Regions from separate parts of the Xenopus laevis genome. Here region 1 is linked to region 2. Evidence: chromatin contacts called from public Hi-C data. All regions are on one chromosome and are shown on one strand. Each heading gives the region's core, a stretch centred on a gene start, on an enhancer-like site or on the middle of the called end of the contact. The rest is flanking DNA. Distances are from core to core; before and after follow the strand shown.

What was found. A called contact is a pair of places that touch in the nucleus more often than the background predicts.
Region 1: a Hi-C map of the XTC cell line shows a contact between it and region 2, with 4 times the contacts expected there. The contact joins the enhancer-like site here to the promoter of LOC779015 in region 2. A contact is called at or near these places in 2 of 4 Hi-C or Micro-C datasets (the XL177 cell line and the XTC cell line).

The regions. Positions count from the first base shown.
Region 1 is chr8L:73,773,635-73,777,207 of Xenopus_laevis_v10.1, reverse strand. No RefSeq gene overlaps it. Among protein-coding and RNA genes, the nearest start is that of cipc.L, 14 kb to the left of the region's middle. Within about 2 kb of position 1,872, at least 1 of the 7 cell types and tissues checked has an H3K27ac peak or open chromatin away from gene starts, as enhancers often do.
Region 2 is chr8L:73,512,047-73,515,488 of Xenopus_laevis_v10.1, reverse strand. It overlaps LOC779015 (p24 delta1 putative cargo receptor), which reads right to left and starts at 1,595. Exons shown (of 5, transcript NM_001096701.1): 1 at 1,407-1,595. The coding sequence starts at 1,586. It overlaps LOC121396841 (a long non-coding RNA gene), which reads left to right and starts at 2,728. Exons shown (of 2, transcript XR_005963171.1): 1 at 2,728-2,973; 2 at 3,252-3,442.

The DNA of each region.
Region 1 (3,573 bases), core at 623-3,122, 260 kb before region 2:
TTTTTTCCCCCCTTGTGAGTTAACTTGATTGACTAGTGCTATGGATTGTAGAAAGGAGAGCACTCGACAAAGCAGATTACTGCTGAAGTGAGGTTTTATTTCAGACTTGCTGCCACGACATGTTTCGGGCCCAGAGCGGTGCCCTTTCTCAAGTTTGTGAACAGAACACCAAATGCCTATTTAAGCCCACCCTGCAAAACCCCCACCAAAAACGAATTAGCATAATTAGTCCAATTACTTCAGGTGCTCCTGTATATGGTTGCTGGAGGCCAGAGGAAATCCAGAAAGTTCATGTGATAAATATAGTAACAAAGTAGTTCATATAATATCCATTTAATATCCATTATCTAGGGTATGCACAAATAAGTTAGCGTATGAGGGAGCAACTGTAGCCCCCATTGACGTCCCTTGAGATTGTCAATAAAATACATTTTCAAACATGAAGTAGTTCTTAGTCAATACCATGTTCAAGCAGTCAAGTAGGATTTTTTTGGTTAGATAAATCCGTAGTTAGTAATAAATCTTCTATAGCATACCCTCAGTTTGCGGTATAGAGGTGTAGAGGCTCTGTATGTCTTCCACCATTAAATACATTTTCTGGACGTTAAATTAAGCATTTCAGAGGGCAGAATACACACTGACAGCCAGTGGATAAAAACAATTTGTTGCATGTAAATAGCTTTCACAGCCCAAAAATTAAAAGAGCAATCCCTAAAAGGCAATTCATAAGGACCAAAAGAATCTCCTCTGGACCCAACAAATATGAAGAAGCTAAAAACTCCCTCACTTCTTAGAGAAAGGCTATAAAAAAGAACTTGTTCATAAAGCAACAGCAGAGGTAGATAGCCTTGAATGAGATAGCCTCATAGGGTCATGCCAGGCCACAAAACATTTTAAATAAGTTATATTTAATTTTTTCAATTTCAGTCATTTGCAAATATGTTTCTTCACAACAACATCACTATCTCAAAAATGTCCTTCCTTTAGTTTTTGCAACAAAAAAAAAACAACCAAGAAAGACATTAAAGCCTAATTTAAGGGATCAAAAAACCGCAAAAATATTTTCTTTGAAGTGTATTTTCTGTTTTTATATCTTTCAGTACCACCATATTCTGCCTTAACAAATTCTGTAAGGAAGTGGAATAAAATACAGTACTGTACTAGTACAGTTTAGTTTTCACCAGTAGATGGCAGAAAACCCAAAGGTTTGTTATGTGTGGGATTCCCCGAGGCCAAGGAAGTTTCCAGAGCTACCAGGCCTAAAAAACCCATATAAGGGCTCACATGCACAGGCATTTTATGTGTTTGACGCACTTTGATCACACCTAAACACATTCTTTAATTGATTCCTGGGTTGTGTTTAATTCCATTTGCATTTCATTGTGTTTGATTAGACGCAAGTAGAATAGAGAGTTGCAATGGAACTGATAAAAATGCACTTGCCGGCATTTATAAACGCAAAACATGCTTTTTTTCACATTCAGCATTTGTTTGTGCCTGTGGTTAAGAGTGTTGGGTTTAGGAAAAGGCTTTTTGCCCAAAGTTTTCTCAACCCAGAAAGCTAGCTAGGGAAAGTTAAGACCTTCTAATAGTGCCTCAGTGTTAGAAGGCAGATAGGAAAGATAGTAAGGACAGCTTTGGCTCAAAGGAGGAGGTAGGTTGTGGGGTAAAACCCTGGAGGTTACTGTGCACAGTGTCGGACTGGCCCGGTGGGACACCGGGAAAGAACCCGGTGGGCTTGACCCTCATGGGCCCCCAACAGCCAGACCCCCTCTCCCGATGCTCATTTTTGTTTTATAAAAAAAGGATTTTCTGCGATGCGCAGCACAGTGTGAACATGCGTGCCGAGGGGGCGCCGCACGTCGCATTGCAGTAGGGGGATGGGGGCCCTGGACTGGAGTCTTGGGGGGCCCTGGGCCCTCCAGACCGACCCTGACTGTGCACAAGTTAGGGATATCAGCATTTAGGTGCAGGTTAAGTGGGAACTTAGTGCCACTGCCAGAGAGTGCAGGTGGTGCACATGTGAGTGGAAGTAGAGATAGCAGTTGTCAGATGGCCTGTATAATAACCCCGGCAGCTCTGACATTCAGTATTCAGACCATAACAAGCAGTATTAAGATCACATCAAGGACCTGGGAGTCAAAATAGGTCCTGGCATTTCAGGTGCACAGAGGACCAATCAGCTCCCCACCAGCCCACTAAATAGTGATTGTCTATGGCATCTTACAGCAGCCCCTCTGGGATTTGCCAGAACCTACAAATGGCCAGACAGTGAGTGGAGGTCAGTCACAGACGAACTGCTTAAAGCCCACCAATTTTATTGGGTCTGCAGACTATAGCTCATACCACACAGCTGGCGAAATCCTGGTGAGAACCCTGTAATTTATTAAAAATAAATGTGGATTTGGGCCCAGAAATGCTCACAATCAAGTTTGCTGCACAATATTTGTTGAGGTAATTTCAGTTAAAAGTAATGACGTGCTGTTTGGTCAGGACCAAAAGCAGCTCTGCCAGTAGTATATTGGCACTTTTAGGGCACTTAAATTTGTGGTGTTACTGGCCATGCTTGTCAACCTATCATAAAAAGCTGTATAATAAATGTCCTTATCAAATTAAAAGAGAAGGAAATGTATTATTACTGGGGGTAAGTTGGGTCCCCGGACCCCTGATAGCCCTTGCTGGCACTCCTGTTTGCTGCAAACTGCACTGGTCAGAGATACAACTATAGGAGCACCAGATCACGATCTTCTGCTTTTTTTCTCTTCAGCCCAGGAGTGCAGGGCATGTAGAATGAAAAGCCAGTCTTTTTGCTTTTGAGTTTGCCTTTTCACAGCACCTGTACAACTGGACCAGAATGTAAACGGAAATCCAGAAGAAGAAGATGACTGTGTGGCACTCCGGCAGTAGTACACTGGGTTGGTGCACTTTTCAACAAAAAGGTTCACTGGCCTGGGGTATCAGGTAAGAGATTATAATTCATCAGTTTGGCACCCCCAGTGGCTATCCCTTCTCCTTTAAATATGAAACCCAAATTATGTTTTCATTAAAACTTCCATGCCTGGTATAACCATAAAGGCAGCCTTTCCTGCCTTTATGCCTCAGCCACAGGACTCCTCACATTCCCCTATTCTACTCATTGTGTAGTTTGTGCATGGTCATCATGTCCCCTTTCTGGGGAATACACAAGATTTTAGGCGATGTAAAGCTGAGTTTGTTCACAAAATGGCACCTGTCTCTTTGCTATCATTGTGGATTTCAAAAGAACAAAGGAAACAAGATTTAAATAATTTATATAGAGGGAATTTCAGGCCTGGATTTGTGGGCAGGCCACCAAGATCCAGGCCTAATATGGCAAAAATTTGGAAGCGGCATGCCACCAAGACCCAAGCCTAATATGGCACAAATTTGGAAGCAGCATGCCACCTGCTGGCTGCATCTCGACTGGGAACTGAGCAGAGATTTTGACAACTGTTTGAATCTACTGCTAAGTCCCCAGTGGAAGCAATTGTGCCGGAGGAGAAAAAGCAGCAGCGGCAAGGGAAAGCTGCAAGCATTGGGTGGGCAAGGGAAAGC
Region 2 (3,442 bases), core at 346-2,845:
GCCTTGATAAAGGACCCAGAGGGGTCCGAAACGTTGCCCCTTTGTGATGTATACTTTGGGCTACAAATAAATCACTATTTTGGACACCACTGCAATCTTAGGTGTGCATCCGAATTTCTTCTGCTAATGAGCCAATTAACAGACAGAGTTGTGTCATTTGCTTCCACACTTCTTCCTGTTACAGTTAGAGCTGTAGTATTTCTGGTCAGGTGATCTCTGAGGCAGCACAGAGAACATAACCAAATGGTGGCTCAAGGCAAGAGATGTAAAAGGGCAATATTTACTTAAATATATATTCCAGTTTGGTAAGATTCTTTAATATGCCACTTAATATGATATGAACTATCTGTTGCTTAAGTGTTCGTTTTGGGGGTATAGTTTTCCTTTAATGCTCCTGTACAAGCCTTATTTCTGTGTTCAGAAATCTAAATTTTTTCTTCATAAACCCAGCCATACTCTACCAGCCAACATACAAATAAATGAAACCCTGACATTCAGCTCCAAGGCAAATAAATGGAGAGCTTGTGATGATACAAAGCATAAGGAACTCTCAGGAATACTTTATGTTCCAGGAGAACAAGAGACTGTTGAGATCATAAGAATGAACAAGCAAAACAAATTGTCAAAATATGACATATACAGGCCTTTAGTTAGAATGTATAGAAAATGGCAAGAAGGAAAGTCTCAGATGGAAGCACTGGGGAAAGGCTTTGTATGCAAACTGGGACAGCAGTTTCAGGAGGGAATCACCAGTCTTCCTGATAGAGGCCAAACTGCAGCCCCCCAGCTGTGCCAGCATATACCCAACTGATACAGGCTGATGTTTGATAATTACAGACACTATACAGTACACTAGGCAAGTATATAGGTCTCCCAGCATTCCTATAAGCACATGCGGTCACGCCCTCAACAGCTGAACACCTGCTTCTTCCCAGGCCGGGGGTATGTGGGGGTTGGAAGGGGACAGGTATTTGTTCTGTGAGCCGTTCTCGCGTGATCGGTCCCTCATTCCGACAAATTTACCGCCTCTTCTGACGCCTCAACCTCAATTCTGAGTATAATTTCTGCCTTTGTACATTATAACAAACAATGCGTTCAGTGTCGACGTCACACCACCCACACGCAGCAATGACATTTAGCCACCCCCTTACAGCGCTCCTCACAAAGAAATCTTCACTTTCCCAGGATACCACTCATAGAGTACCCCCACTTGCAAGGGACATTTGGTCTCCTCCAACAAAGGCTCACGCTATTCTCCGAGGACCCACACCATATGTGGGCAAACTTCCGTGTTGTCACTGCGCTACCAGCATTAGCATCCTCCCTCTACAAGCTCGGAGTGTTGCTGCGGACAAGGAACTTATGGTTACTTTCATTAGGCATCCCCACCCCATCTGTTGTCTCACCTTTAGCCGCACTTGGCCCTGATTGTGGGCCTCAGACAGCTCGTACTCTCCAGTCACAAGCACGTTCTTGTGAATTTCTTCTCGCAAACACTTGCGGCTGTTTGGCGGCAATGAAAAAGAGATGGACCGCACGTAGCCGCAAAAGAGCAGCGCGAGGAGGACGGGGAGCAACCGGGCCATGGAGGCAGGAGACCGGAACTAGTTTGTCGGAAAGGGAGGAGCCAGGACAAGTAATTCGACGTTCTCCAACACCTTGCAGTCATGCTATTTCAGACATCTTACAGCCGGGCGTGAAAGGGAAATACTTCCTGCATGTAGGGTATAGCTCGTGGACATAGCTGATTGGTTGCTTCAGGTGGTAGGATTGCGTAAATCATAGCTGGCGTAAGACATAGACGTATTCAGGAGATACTGAGTAATGGATAAGATACGGTGCATTATTTACAGTTATTAATAATTAAGATTTATTATTATTTTTCTTTACATTGTGTCCGGTATTTTAAGGAAACACTGTTTATGGTGATATGTGAGAACCCTAGCCCCACCCCCTTACTGTGTTCAGCAGGGCGAGAAGTCCAGTGTACCCGATTGCTCCATCTTGTGTATTCCCCAGATCATGGCTATATAATTAACCTTTTAGAAGAAAACCCCTGTATTAACCCACTACATACCCAGTAAACTCAGCATATCTCCTTAGTATGGAAATCAAGGTTACAGTTTTATTAAAAATATAAGAGCCATAAAAAAACAAGCCCCTCAAAATACATCAAAAAGGATGGCTTCCTTTAACATCAGAATACCCCCCAAGATTGCGTACAAGAGGACCGCCCTGTCCTCCTTGGAAAACAGAATATTTTCTTTATAATAATTATGGTAACATATTGATACTTACATAGTTATATTGTGTAACTGTTACTCATAATTTGCAATCCTGATATACACACAGGTGATCCACAGAGCTGCATTCAGAGGCACACAGACTAATGGTCGAATATCGAGGGTTAATTAACCCTCGATATTCGACCATCGAAGTTAAATCCTTCGACTTCGAATATCGATGTCGAAGGATTTAGCACTATTCGTTCGATCGAAGGAATAATCGTTCGATCGAGCGATTAAACCCTTCGAATTGAACGATTGGAATGATTTTAATCCATCGATCGAACGAAATTCCTTCGATCAGAAATTTTCTAGAAAGCCTATGGGGACCTTCCCCATAGGCGAACATTGATGCTCGGTAGGTTTTAGTTGGCGAAGTAGGGGGTCGAAGTTTTTTTTAAAGAGACATAACATCAACTATCGAATAGTTGAACGATTTTTAGTTTGAATCGTTCAATTCGAAGGTCAAAGTAGCCAATTTGATGGTCGAAGTAGTCAAAAAAAACATTCGAAATTCAAAGTATTTTTTCTTCTATTCCTTCACTCGAGCTAAGTAAATGTGCTCCATAGTGTAACATGTTGATGAGCATTTTATTTCAAATGTATTCCATTACCAAATCTATTTCAGGTGTGTAGAGTAGAACATCTTGAATGGTATCTGTTCTCAAGCCTGAATGAGGGGAGAAAGGTATGTTATTCTGGGGGCTGTTTAGAATAATTTTAGAGGATTCTAAAATAAAAGGACTGCTTATCCTTTAAAATTAATTGCAGTCTTCCAACTAGTGGGTGTGCTAATAATGGCCTACACCCTATTATTATGTTTGTGGGGAGAGAGCTTATAGGTACTGGCTGATGCTCAAACTGTGAGAGCACCTTATTAAAAGCTGTAATTTGGTGGGTTTTTTTAGCGCTGCATAGGATTTTCTTATTTTTTGTACTTAATTATTCACAATGCATTATTTGCAGGCCTAAAGAGTTGGAACTAAGCCAAAATGATGTACTTTTTGCCTAGATGGTGTAGTCCTTCACCAATTCCAAATCAAGACCTTCATATAGAAAGACTAATTGTAGAGAATCAAAATCATCCCTGTGAAAATGTATAATGAAGCAGAAGTATTCTTAAAGGGGTTGTTCACCTTTTGAACACTTTTTTCAGT